Regions from separate parts of the Zea mays genome. Here region 2 is linked to region 1. Evidence: chromatin contacts called from public Hi-C data. All regions are on one chromosome and are shown on one strand. The core of a region is the stretch at or near the end of the contact, and the rest is flanking DNA. Distances in the headings are between cores, read along the strand shown. Region 1 holds the start of LOC103638180 (DExH-box ATP-dependent RNA helicase DExH9). Region 2 holds the start of LOC100283684 (IQ calmodulin-binding motif family protein).

Evidence for each region. Hi-C and Micro-C count contacts between places; a contact is called where the count stands out from the background.
Region 2: a contact with region 1 is called in a Hi-C map of leaf, with 7 times the contacts expected there. The contact joins the promoter of LOC100283684 here to the promoter of LOC103638180 in region 1. A contact is called at or near these places in 3 of 25 Hi-C or Micro-C datasets (ear, leaf and tassel).

Annotation. Positions count from the first base shown.
Region 1 is chr9:29,499,806-29,506,579 of Zm-B73-REFERENCE-NAM-5.0, reverse strand. It overlaps LOC103638180 (DExH-box ATP-dependent RNA helicase DExH9), which reads left to right and starts at 3,234. Exons shown (of 14, transcript XR_004852588.1): 1 at 3,234-3,670; 2 at 4,175-4,375; 3 at 4,457-4,675; 4 at 4,815-5,153; 5 at 5,266-5,370; 6 at 5,759-5,869; 7 at 6,602-6,774.
Region 2 is chr9:29,982,686-29,989,459 of Zm-B73-REFERENCE-NAM-5.0, reverse strand. It overlaps LOC100283684 (IQ calmodulin-binding motif family protein), which reads right to left and starts at 4,235. Exons shown (of 3, transcript NM_001156585.3): 1 at 3,400-4,235; 2 at 2,817-3,092; 3 at 1,034-1,720. The coding sequence starts at 4,158. The coding sequence ends at 1,517. LOC103638184 (rho GTPase-activating protein REN1) reads left to right here. Exons shown (of 27, transcript XM_035962506.1): 25 at 88-183; 26 at 261-512; 27 at 585-975. The coding sequence ends at 788.

The DNA.
Region 1 (6,774 bases), core at 1,985-4,484:
TTGCTACGTTTTTTTGTATTGATGGCTTACTCCAAAAAAAAAATTAAGTGTTCTGAATGTTTATCACAACTGTGTTTCAGGTTGCTACTAGATCATGGTTCGCCATCAATGCTATGAACCGGCCACGCTGGATTTCTATGCTTGTTGACGTGAACGTGCTTTCGCTCCCTTCATGTTTAAGCCTAAGCAGCTTGATGTGCTTGTGCCAATGACTTTTTAAGAACTGCGCAACTAACCAGCGCTTAAAACGTGCTTTTGTGTACAATGATCGTCTGCTTGTTGCATCGTACATGTACAGTCTATGTAGCTGCAAACTGTTAGGGTTATGTATTGTTGCACTGATCACCGTTTCGCAACTGCATGTACACTGTCTTTTAGAGACAGTTGTGGAACCTTCGTCTGCACTGTATGTATTGTATTGTCGTATTGTATCCTACAATATGTTTGTGTTCCTACAACGCGTTTGTGTTCCTACACTGTGTTTATATATGATGTATTACATACTATGTCTTTGATCACCATAACATGTACTGTATTTCGTACTGTCTAGATCCTCCCCATCGAGCAATCAACATGTCATTGATCGATTCGTAAGTCTGAATTTTGTCGTTTCTTTTTCTTACTGTATGCATTATATTTAACGATCTACTTGTGCATATATGCCTAATATTTCGCAGTATATTTCCTGATCTGCTTATATACCTTCTTGTAGGTTGTTCAGCTGAAGGCTTTCGATAGGTTTGAGAACACATCTGATGCTCAATCTGCGGCAACCCTTATTATTGATAGCAGGCCTACCAAGGGTCTGCACAGGTTCTTGCACAAACATTGTGAGGGTGAAAGGTTAGCGGATCATGTATCCTGCTTGTTATGTTTTCATGGGATATACTTCTCTTGGTTTATAAAGAGTTAAAGACTGTACTATTTGTGCCATTTCACTTATAGACATTGGCAGGTAACATATCGGTAAGGAGGCCACTGAAACCAGCAACTGGAAAGCATGAGGACGTGCCTGCAAATCATCCATGTCATACCACTCTGGACGGAATGGAGAACATTTGTTGTTTTATCTTGGAAATTCTTACTGGCACTGGGTTGAACTTGAACGCTTACCATCTTTGATCTCTGAAATTCAGTATTTGAGCTCATAACAAGGTGCTGGAAAATGTTTGCTGGCTAGCAAGATGCAGTTTTTTTCCTGTTTTCTGCTGCTCTTTCCGTTATGATTTCAAATCATTGTTTCTGTGTGTGATTCTAAAATCTCTGAATTTATTTGCCATACTCAGAAACTTGATGGCGAAGCAAGACATGTCAGACCTTGGGTTCAGAACTATGGACGAAGCAGGTACGTCTCCTGACAGGAACAACAAACTGGAGAACCCTCCTAATCAGCCAAAGGATTAAAAAAATAGTTGTTTGGCTTTGATGTAGCTTTTGTATGTTTCTTCATCCGGGAGATCTGTCAAGATCTCAAACAAATAAGGGTATAATGAAAGGACGATGTTAGTTTACATAGTAACCAAATTTGAAACTTATCTGTTGGCTGTTTTGAGTTTTGACGTTCCTAAGGAGCAGTTATATGATTTATGCTGTGATTAAGGGCTGATTTGCACTTCAATGTCCTCTAAATGTGTCACTTCGGTCGTGAGGCCAGCCACGTCATACCACTCTGGACGGAATGGAGAACGCGCAGCAGGACTGGCTGCTACTGGCGGCACGAAATCTAAGGCTGCTGAATGGGAGAAGGCAAAGCTTGGAAGAGTTACAGAGGAGTGAGTACGATCTGTTTTTTTTATTATTCTGAAGGTCACTCGATTCAAGCTATGCTAATATGGAGTTATGGACTTCAAATTTAGTTATGGACTTCAGTATTTGCTTCGTCGAAAGGTTACCATGTGAATGTTGATTACCTGTTTGTTCTAACTCTCACTGCTGGATTGGAAGGTTACCATGTGAATGTTGATGGACAGCATGTGACATCATTTCCATACCGCACTGTAAGTGGCTCTCGCTTGTACATGAATGGATGGGGAATGCAATGCAATATTAGTATTGGTGCACTGGCGTCTGTGTTTGGCACTTATGTTAGCTTTTGTCTCTTGTGATGTTGTTAGGGATTTGTTCTTGAGGATTCTACTGGCTTATCATTGAATGAGGACCTGGATGTGCAATCAGTGTTCGCGGGGACTCTGCCAACTACACATCCTAGCTTTTCTCCACAGAAACATCTAAAGTTGTTACCCAGTTGGCAGGCCCATCCCCTTCCAGACGAACCAGTTGAGATTTTCATCTGTATCCTGTCAGCAGGCAACCATTTTGCTGAGCGTATGTCTGCTGCTCAGAAGTCGTCGAATGTTGTGGCCCGTTTTTTTGTTGCCCTGGTACATCTTCAAGACCAAACTTGAGTACTTTTATTTTTGTTGGACTTGTGCTGATTATTTTTCTTTTCTGCAGCATGGCAGAAATGAGGTTAATGTGGAGCTGAAAAAGGAGGCTGAGTTTTTTGGTGACCATGCCTTCGAGTCCTTCAAGTCGACAGTAGAAAATTATGTTTAGTAGCACAAGGAGCACTTGTGTAGCTGAAAGGATTTTCCGTAAATAGAGCTTGAAGTCGTTCTGACTATATGTAATTGTAGTTAGACCATTTTATCACACAACTAGATGCACTACAGGTTATAACTGCTTGGTTCTCAAAAATTGAGGTGGCCGAAGTCCTTTGTACAAACATTATCTTAATGTGAAGGAGAGAAATTGAGGTAAGTGTTTTTCGATATAAACTCACACGTGATTTTGCAACGTCTGATATACATTTGTCTGATATACATTTGCATGGTAGAGCGCCCGATAGGGCGCCTTTTTTCTAGTCTACTTAGTGATCTAAGGTAATATAACTGATCCAGAAATAATGATGCCACAATAATGTGAATGATCCAAAAATTAATATGAATGATTTTAAATAAAGAGAGTAGCCATAGTTGATCTAAGTAATCTCAGGTAATGCACAACGAGTGACTAGAACCGATATGAATAATCTAGAGATGATCTTAGTGATCCATAAATAAACTAATTGATCGAGTAACTCAGATATTTCAGAAATAATCTAGCAGATTTATAACATTTAGGACTAGTTTATGAACCTTAATTTTTCAAAGAATTTCTATTTTCTCATGAGAAATTGTGAAATTGTGGTTCCAAACTAAAGATTTACGAACGGTCTCATCCCGTCGAATCTCGTCGCTGCACCAAACACCCACACGGGGGTACCGGGTACGGGACATCCCGGCCCTTCCTTTCCTTCTCGCGCGCGACCAAATAACTCCTCACTAAAACCCTAGGGCTCCCGGCCGCCACTGCCTACGCCGTCGCCATGGAGACCCTCAAGCGCAAGGCCGTGGACAGCCCCGGAGACGCCTACCAGGCCTCTTCTCTCAAGCCGCCGCTCGCCGCCGCCGCCGTGGAGCCTCGCGCTCCGACCACCCTCGCGGCCGCCGAACCAGTCGCTTGCGTGCACGACGTCTCCTACCCCGAGGGCTACGACCCATCCGCCTCTACGTCCCGCGCCATTGCCGGCGGAGCTGATGCCTCTGAGCCAGCAAAGAAGTTTCCTTTCCAGCTCGACCCCTTCCAGGCCGAGGCCATACGCTGCCTCGACAATGGTGAATCCGTCATGGTACCATGTCGGCTCCATTTATATCTCTCTCAGCGCGTTTCATTTGGCCACCCAGCTCGGTACATGTGTCAAATTAGTATCTTTTTTTAGTTCAAATGCCCCCTGAATTGGATTAGGTAGCATAGCAACCTCCTCAAATTTGGTTCACTCAACGCAAGGATGCCATTTTAGCCTCTTAGGTTTAACCTTTTCAAATACCTATATCATTTTCACCGCGTAGAACGTGCCTCTCATCGTGCTGCTGTTGGTCCATCTATTGCTGATGGCCGATTAGCACCCATGGTTGCTGAATGCTGATAGTAAATTCAGTAATTTATAGTCCCCCCTATTGTATGAGCTGTATGGTATCAGGCCACACCTCATGGTCCAACTAATTTCTTGCTAAACCGTCTTGCTTTGTGCTTCTGTATGTACAGTCAAACCAGTCATTCTTTCATGATTTCATCAGCTAAGTTGTTTGTCACTTATAGAATCTTTCTCTACTTTCCTTTTGGGGTTTTCTAGGTTTCAGCTCATACGTCAGCGGGAAAGACAGTAGTCGCGTTGTATGCAATAGCGATGTCTTTGCGCAACCAACAGCGGGTCATTTATACATCTCCAATCAAGGCACTGAGCAACCAAAAGTACAGGGAGTTCAAAGAAGAGTTCTCTGATGTTGGTCTCATGACTGGGGATGTCACAATTGAGCCGAATGCCTCCTGTCTGGTACTGCCTTCTGCCCTCACCACTCTTTCAATTGCTTGTACATTTATGCTTGGAACTTAAAACCATTCCCTGACAATGCAGGTCATGACCACAGAAATTTGGCGGAGCATGCAATACAAGGGATCTGAGGTCATGAGGGAAGTTGCCTGGGTTATATTTGATGAGGTGCATTACATGCGGGATAGAGAGAGAGGAGTGGTTTGGGAGGAGAGTATAGTGATGGCTCCCAAGAATTCACGCTTTGTCTTCCTCTCGGCAACTGTACCTAATGCCAAGGAGTTCGCTGATTGGGTAGCTAAGGTCTGTTCCCAAGTGTGCCTATTTGTCTCCATGTTTCTGTTGCCATGATTTTGGATTTGAACTCATGTATTTGTTAAAAGGCGTCTATAGACATGGTCAAGCATTCACACATGCTTTAAGAACATATGCTATTTTTCAGGTACATAAGCAACCCTGTCATATAGTATACACCGACTATAGACCTACACCTCTTCAGCACTATGTATTTCCTTCTGGAGGGGACGGATTATACCTTGTAGTGGATGAGAAGGGCAAGTTCAGAGAGGACAGTTTTCAGAAAGCATTGAACGCCCTTGTCCCTGCTAGCGACAGTGCCAAGAAGAAGGAAAATGGGAAGCGGCAGAAATTTACCATGGCAGGTACATCTAGTGAGGAAAGTGACATATTCAAGATGGTGAAGATGATAATTCAGCGCCAATATGATCCTGTAATACTTTTTAGCTTTAGCAAAAGGGAATGCGAATTTCTTGCTATGCAGGTATGCTTTTTTGTAGATTATTATTCAATTTAGAGAACCAGAAAATTATGTGGTCTGGAGGAAGAAATCGAGTTGGTTCAGTTGATTTTGACTATCTTCCATTGGGTGATAGATGGCTAAGATGGACTTGAATGAGGATGATGAGAAGGCAAACATCGAAACAATTTTTTGGAGTGCTATGGATATGCTTTCTGATGATGACAAAAAGCTTCCTCAGGTGAGTCCTCATTTCTGTTTCAGGTTTTTTTTATCTCAAGCATCAAACACAATGGAATTTAACACTGTAAAGTGTAGACCTTAGTAACCAGGTTCCTGGATCGATGGGATCGAGGAACGGGAACATGGTACGTGGTACGCTACAAAAACTAGGATTTAACACTACTGGAACGAGATTGTTCCCACGTTCCCGGAACGAGGAACGTGGCCAAGTTCCCAGTTTCCGGTTACTAAGGTGTAGACATTACTATGAGACGGGAGTCTTATTTTTTAAGCTATCTACAGTGGTCTACGTTTCTATTTGTAATATATGAACCATTAGCAGTACTGGTAGGCAATGCTATGAATTGATAATTCATCTTAAAACTGAGCCAATGGAGCTGTCGCAGGTTTCAAACATGCTCCCCTTACTGAAACGCGGCATTGGCGTGCATCATTCTGGTCTGTTGCCTATTTTAAAGGAAGTCATTGAGATACTCTTTCAGGAGGGCCTCATCAAGGTTAGCACATTTTATGGATCTCGTGGTGGCTCAAGTTTCTGTCATTTCTTAGCCTCAGAAGTAGCTTATTGCTAGTGGTATTTGAACACTCATATGGCTACTTTTTACTGGAGCAATGATAGTAAGACATAGATGTTCATAACTTCTTATATACATTTTGCACTTTTACATCAATCAAGAATTTCATGCATCAAAAGGTTAGGCTCTATTGCTTGATTCTTGGTAATGAGTAGATTCTGCTTGTTGCTACTGTATTATACTATCTCCGTTCAGAATTATAAGGCATTTTGATTTTTCTTGATACATAGCTTTTACTATGCACTTAGATGCACATCATGTCTAGATACATAACGAAAGCAATGTATCTAGAAAAACCAAAACATCTTATAATTTGGAATGCTGGGAGTAGTTCCATATGAAGACACATATTCGTCGATATGAAACACGAAATGGATAGATACGATTCTAGGTGATTCTACGATTCTATGTTAATTGCACTTCTAAATTTAAATAGAGTGTAAGAGGGACGGATAGGTCTGAAATAACAGATTTTAACTAATGTCATGGACTATTTATACATTGAGAAATGCATTTAAGCGTCTATTATACATATTCTCCCTAATGATGCTGCGCTTCCACTGAGCATTTTAGATATGTTTTCTTTCTATCTCAAGACTATGCTGTGTGCTGTACCTTTTTATTTCTTGCTGAAATTAAAACATGGTGTTATAGTGTTTGTTTGCCACAGAAACATTCAGTATTGGTTTGAACATGCCTGCAAAGACTGTTGTGTTTACCAATGTGCGAAAATTTGACGGAGACCGATTCAGATGGTTGTCGAGTGGAGAGTACATCCAAATGAGTGGCCGTGCTGGTCGTCGAGGTATTGATCTGCGTGGTATCTG
Region 2 (6,774 bases), core at 2,986-5,485, 480 kb before region 1:
AACAAAAGGCTCCTAAACACAGACAGGCTTGGCGGGTAAGACTTCGGTCTATTATGTTCTCACTGTTTGGCATCATTTCGGTTGTAGACTTGTACTAAACTGGGGGGGGGGCCTTTCTCCAGACCTGAAAGCTCATCAGTGGCAGCGTCACCGACCATTGGGAGTGACTCTGCATCTGGCATGGTAAGAATGTCAAATTCCTTCCGTTCTGCTTTCAATATGAGCGGGAGGGAACTCATTTTCAGGTTAAAAAAGAACAGAAAACATTTCAGGGTGATATCGAGCAATCAAGGAAGCAGACGGCACAGGATTCGCCTTCTTCGACAGACAAGCCAGGTCACGAGGCGGTCGGGGGCAGCAGCCAGAGGGCTCCTCAAAGAAGGCAATCGATTGCCAGGGAGGGCCAAGATGGGTGGTCGTCATCATCCTCTAATTCGAAGTGGAATCTTGCTCAGAAACAATATTCAAATAGCCCATTGATAAGAGGGCTTCATGGATCCAGCAGACTAGAGGTTTGTGCTTGAGATGAAATGATGATCCTTTCCTTTGATGACAACTGATGATGATATGCTGTTGCTGATCAGGATTTCGGTGGAAGCATACCACCAGCAGCGTCATCGGCATTAGTCAAGCTGACAAACCGGCTCAACTTCCTGAAAGAACGGAGGGCGCTGCTGGCAAGCGAGATGCAGAGCTTGGATCTGGGTCGGCCCCCAGCAGCAGCTGCTGCTCCATCAGCCAAGTCCCCAACACCAAAAGGCCATGAAAGGAAGAAGAGTCGAGACTGAGGAAGATGTTGTGCTCTTCTGAATGCTAGTTAGCCTTATGATTACCAGCAGTGTAGTTTGTGTGCATCCCATTCCCTTCCATAGTGCTGTCTGTCTGTACATGTTTCCACAAATTCTACTGCGGATACATAATATAGATACGGCTGGACAGGCTGCTTTGTTATTGTTCAAATTGTTGCTGAATTGATTCGTCGCTCAAAGCACTTTGCTGACACATTTCTGATGTTAAAAAAAACTCGACCTGCTGAGGGTAAGACAGCCTTTGGAGTTTTGTTTAAAAAGACCTCACACAGGTCGAGAAAACCTCTAAACCCTACCCAACTCATACGCAGCAGCATCAAAACCCATATGAGAATGACCGCGACTGAGACTAAGCTTTAGACCTGTACTTTGGCGTGGGACAAACGATGGGATATTTTTTTAACCACAGTCTGACATTCGCTCCCACAACCAGGACATGAGGAAGTGCTACTCAGACTACCTAACCAACCCGGCTAGAGGCCCTTACGCTATTTGTAATGTTCAAACTGACTGCCTAGCAACATACTACAGGTTCACAATAAAAACATGGCTATCATTTAAGGTACAATAAAGTGCAGATATTAGTTCTCCTCCCTCGAGTGTCAGCAAAGCACACGGATATAAACTTCTCCTAGACGATACACGGATAGATATGGAGCTTTCATCAGGATTCAATCCTGCCAGTAACAAGGTGGTGGTGCATCACTTCACTTGCCTTCCTCGATGATCCTGATGGCTTTGTTCACAGCAGCGGTTTTCTCATCGGGGATGGCTCCACCCTCTGGGAGATCAAATTTCCTGCGGCTCAGTGATCGCTGCTTCCCTGGGGGCTGAGGGTCCACAACCTCCAGCATTGCTTCGAGCTCCTCTAGCATAGATTTCTTCGCGGTCCTCACCATGTAGTCAGGTCCCTGGATCCAGGGGAAAGCACCAAATATGGTCAGAGTCTGAGGCAAATATATGGAGCCCAGGGATAAAGTGAGACACGAGCAGGGATTTTATGAATAAAACATGTTAGTTGGCAAGTACTCCCTCTATTCTTTTTTATTTGTCACAGTATAGTTCAAAATTGAACTAGCGGACGACAAATATTCGAGAACAGAGGTAGTACGTGTTTAGTACAATATAAGGGTCAGAATGAAGCTGAGGAAGAACCAATTCATCTGATTGACATATATTCAAGGAAAGAGGCAGGGCCTAATTTGAGTGCAACACTACTGCAGTAGTAGTGGTAGTGAGGGTAAAGGCAAGACATACAAAATTTATGAGACAGAGACTAAGGCCTAATGCTTTTTGCCTTTTTTTTCACTATCATAGCATTATCAATAGATAGGTTCCATTCCAGAAAGACTTGAGAATTTCAAGCAGTGCAGCCTGTGCAGGGTTACAATGCTTGAATATCGAGAAACATTTGAAATTATTTAGATAGCTTCTCTTACATTCATTTGCCATGGAAAGCTGGAAGTCTACAGCAAAAACAGTAGAGAAGTTTTTTAGGAACAAAATGTCATGGATTTCTGCTCCCTAATCAATCCAATACCAGCCATATAAATGTTGTGCTAGTATGCAAAGCTAACTTCGCAGGAAATATGCAGCATTGCCTAAGAATAACAATATACATGACAATATTAAAGGTTTCAACCTCACGGCATCAGTATCCAGAAAAAAAATGACACAAGTAAATCAGTTTGTGTATGTTTTCAGGCCTTGGGCAGCCATTTTGGATTTTCTAGTATTTACATCTAAAATAAACCTACATCTTACAGAATCATATGTGCATACAAAACATACACAAGTAGACAACAAAAATGATCCCAATAACCTTTTAATCCTTGTACAGTTGATTCTATTTTCCTAACAATGTGATAATATTACTTAAACGGTTTAACCAATAACTTCAGATACTAGTGCAGCACTGCAAACTCGTGCTGAAAAAAGAGATTTGACAAATAAATCACAACCCAAAAATGTAACTGAAGAAAACACAGTGACAAACATGCAGCTCACCTCGAGTGCATCTACGGTGATGAGCAGCACGATGATCTTCTCAGAGAACCTCTGGCGCTCTTCGTGGTCATGCGCAATGCGGTGCCTGTAGGAGATGTTATAGAACAGGGACCTGAGCTCCTTGAGCTTGGCTTTAGCCACAGCTAGGTCACGCAGGCAGCGAAGCACCTGGGAGCGATGAGCAAGGTGAGCCCTGTAGGTCATCTGGATGAGCAATGCAGCGTCCTGCGGTGAGAGCTCCTTCCTCTTTCCCTTGCCGTTGCCCTTAGCAAATGCCTTACTCAGGATCAGAGAGGAAAATGCAGGTCAGTACAAAAAGAGTGGCAGCCAGGACCAGGAATGCGGATCTAGAACGGTACAGCATCATCAAACTCTTCTCGAACCACATCAAGTATCAAGTGTATGGATCTCTCCAATAGTCCTAGTGCTGCTAGAAAACTAGCGTTTCTTCAGATCAAAACAAATATAAAAGTAAACCTTTTTGGCCCCCAACCACCGTTCAAAACCCCTGTGAGAAGCGGAAACCCAAGCAGTCACCACTCACCAGTGAGGGGAATGACGAATGCAAAAGAAATGGTCTGACCTTTTTGATGGCGACGCATCCAGCATCATTGTCTTCCGAGATCTCCTCGATCTTGACGGTGGCGAAGGGGCATTTCTTCTCCTTCTTGACAGCCTTCACCTCCTTCTTCTCATTCTTGTTCATGGTGATCTTCTTGGCCTTGTTCTTGTCGGCCGCGCGCTCCTCCTCTTCTTTGTCGCTGTCGCTGGCGGTGAAGTCCTCCTCCCAGGTGTAGGCCTGGGACCAGGGCTCGAGACATCCCTTGCCCTTGACCGCGGCACCCCACTTGAGCTTCCTGGCGCTGGCTGCGGAGGATCCGCCCTTGGCCTCCCACTTCCACTTGCGGTCGAAGCCGTCGTCGTCGGGGGACTTGATCTCGGCCTCCCACTTGAGCGTCCGCTCCCCGGCGCGCGGCTTCTCGACGGAAGTCCACTTGACCTTGCGGCCGCCGGCCTCAGTGACATAGGTGCGCTTCCGGGTGGCGGGGGGTCCGGGGCGGCGGCGCGCGGTGGCGACGGCGACCTCGAGTGCGGCGACACGGTTGGTGAGGTCTCGGAGAATGAGCGGGGTGGGGGTGAAGGCCAAGAAGGGGTCGAGCGCCGGCGCGGGGGGCAGGAGGAGATCATCTAGGTCGGGGAATGGGGAGGCGGCGGGGAACGGGGACGGGTAATCTGAGACGCCGTCAAGGAGGAACGGGCAGGAGGAGGAGGAAGGTGGCGGCGGTGGGAAGGGGGAGAAGGGGTCTTCGAGGAGGCGTAGGAAGTGGCGATGGGAAGCCATGGCGAAAGCGACGGCGACGGAGATTGGTGGGAGCAGAGCAGATCAGATGGTTTGGGAGCTGGGACTGGGAGTGAAGTGGGAAGTGGGAGTGAACTGGGAAGGAAAAGGAATGCAGAGGCGACTCGACGGCGATGCCGCGATGGGCCCCGCCCTGGCGGCGGATGGTGTGTGCGCTGCACGTGACGTGACGCGGCAGCCGGCATGGGACTGTTTTTTTCCCTTTTATATAAATTTTTATTTTTACTTTTGGATCCTCAAAACTAATTTATTTTAGTAATCTATTTTAGTGAATAACATCCAGACTAGACGTTTCGGTGTTATAAATTATCCTTATTCCTTTACAAGTGGTGGTGACTATCTAACTCCTAAATCCTCCTTTTTAGCGCGACATGTATTCCTGTTTATCCGGAGTTTAGTTGTCCTTCATCCGAGTTATCTCCAAGTTCTAGTACTTTGGGTACGCTCAACCTCCCTGCCCGAGGTATCAGTGCTCCTTCTGCACATGACTCGGTCGTCGGATCTTCACCTCCACGGGTCAAGTTCATCCAGCCTGGTTGCGGCCCGAGGGCATGCCTTGCTAGGCAAGTCATCGAGGCCCATCAAGCGACCCACGGAGTGTTTCTGCGCTCCCACTCGAGATCAGTCTCGGGTGAGTCGCGACTGCATCTCCCATCCGAGGTTGGCTTCGAGCGAGACGGACTAGCGTTTCTGTGCTTGTAAAGATCCGGTGGATATATATCAAATAAGTTCCCGAGGCTCAAGCCAATTTTCGAGGGTAATTGACTCGAGACTCCAAAATGAATCATGCTATTCGACCGTCTTATGCTTTTGAGTGCAGCCTTGTTTCGCCTTTGCATTGGTGTTGTTGGAACCTGCCCTTCAAGACAGGTTGATCCAACAGGAAAATGGGGAGAGAGTTTGTAATGCTAACACGGGATGTCAAAAGCCACGTTAATCTCCCTATGCTTGCACATAGTACAGGGGTATTTATAGGTGCTCGAGAGGACGACTATCCCTATCAAAGACATTTAGATCCTCGAGTACCTGGTTTATCCCCAGAATATTCCCACGAGGGGGGTTACAGACAGTCATTACGATATACTTTATTACAGATGCGACCCAATTCACGCATGCCCACGCGGGGCCCAGCTTTGTGGGACGATCTGTACATGGGCCTCTCTCCGTGGTGAGGGAGCGGGAGGTCCAGTGGTCTTCGACGGGGCCTTCGTCTTGTCTCGTCGGAGCGAAGGGGGCAGAACAGGCCTCCGTCTGGTCAGCGCCTTGGCCTGTCCGGTGGGTCTTGCGGATGCGGTCTTCGTCTGCGCAATGCGAGGTGGAAGTCGTCGAGCGAAGGGTGCCGTGTTCACCTTCGTCCCAACATTTGCCCTCCGAGGGACCAGTTCGACTAAGTCAGCTGGCGTCGAAGACCACCGTGAGATGGTGATGACGCTGTCCTCGCTCGAAGTGGTCCCGCGGGGTTTTTGAAATGTGACCGTTGATGGACGTGTTACTGTTGGACTGCGGGTTTCCCGAGGCATCGTGTCGCGCCTATAAAAAGCCAACCTCGGCTGAGACCGTTTCCTGCTTGCATTTGCGCTGCAGAAACCCTAGCTTCTTTCAGTTGCTCGTCTGCCCTCCTTGCTCGCTCTGCGCCGGAAATATGGCCCGCATCAAGCAGACCGCGCGCCGCCGCCGATGGTATGTTGCAATGTCTTCTTCCTCGTCTACTACGAGTGCATCGCCGGCCGCACCATCGTCCGAGGAGACCTTGAGTGATTTGGTGGTGATTGAGTTGTAGCCCGGCCACATCGTGGAATTTGGTACCTCGAGGATTTTCTTGGGCCGCGTGCTGGAGATGCAGCGGCTTGGTTACTTTGGTAACGGTGTCGGGCGGGCCCCGGGCGCTGAGGAAATCCCCGAGCGTGAAGGCGAGTTGATAGTTTTTGAGGCCTTTTTGTTGCCGGTCTTCGCCTCCCGACACATCGGTTCGTGGTGGAGGTGTTGCGACGATTTGAGGTCCAAGTCCACCAGCTGACGCCGAACGCAATGGTGGTGCTTGCGAAGTATGTCTGGGCAGTCACTTCCTACGACGGGCAGCCGTCTGTGGAGGTCTTCGCCAAGAATTATTGCCTACATTGGCAGAAGAGGAAGATAGGGAATAAAATAGCCCAATTTGGATCATGTGAAAAGGAAATAGGGTTAACCTTTTCCCACAATTAATTTTGGTGGTTGAATGCCCAACGCAAATATATGGACTAACTAGTTTGCTCTAGAATACATGCTTTACAGGTGCACAAAGGTTCAACTCAAACCAATAAATATTCAAGTTAGGGATCAAATTCAAAGGAGCAAAGAAACTTGAGTGTGCTGAGGAACGACGCACCAGACTGTCCGGTGTGCCACCAGACAGTGTCCGATGCACCACCGGACAGTGTCTGGTGTGCTAGGACCGTACAGCTCAAACCAACCACTCTCGGGTTTTTCCAGGCGCCCTCCGCTATAATTCACCGGACTGTCTGGTGTGCCACCTGACTGTCCGATGCACCAGCTAACTCGCGCAACGGTCGACTCTGCAAAGGCTACAGTACGTGAATAGTGCCACACAGAAGTCAGAGC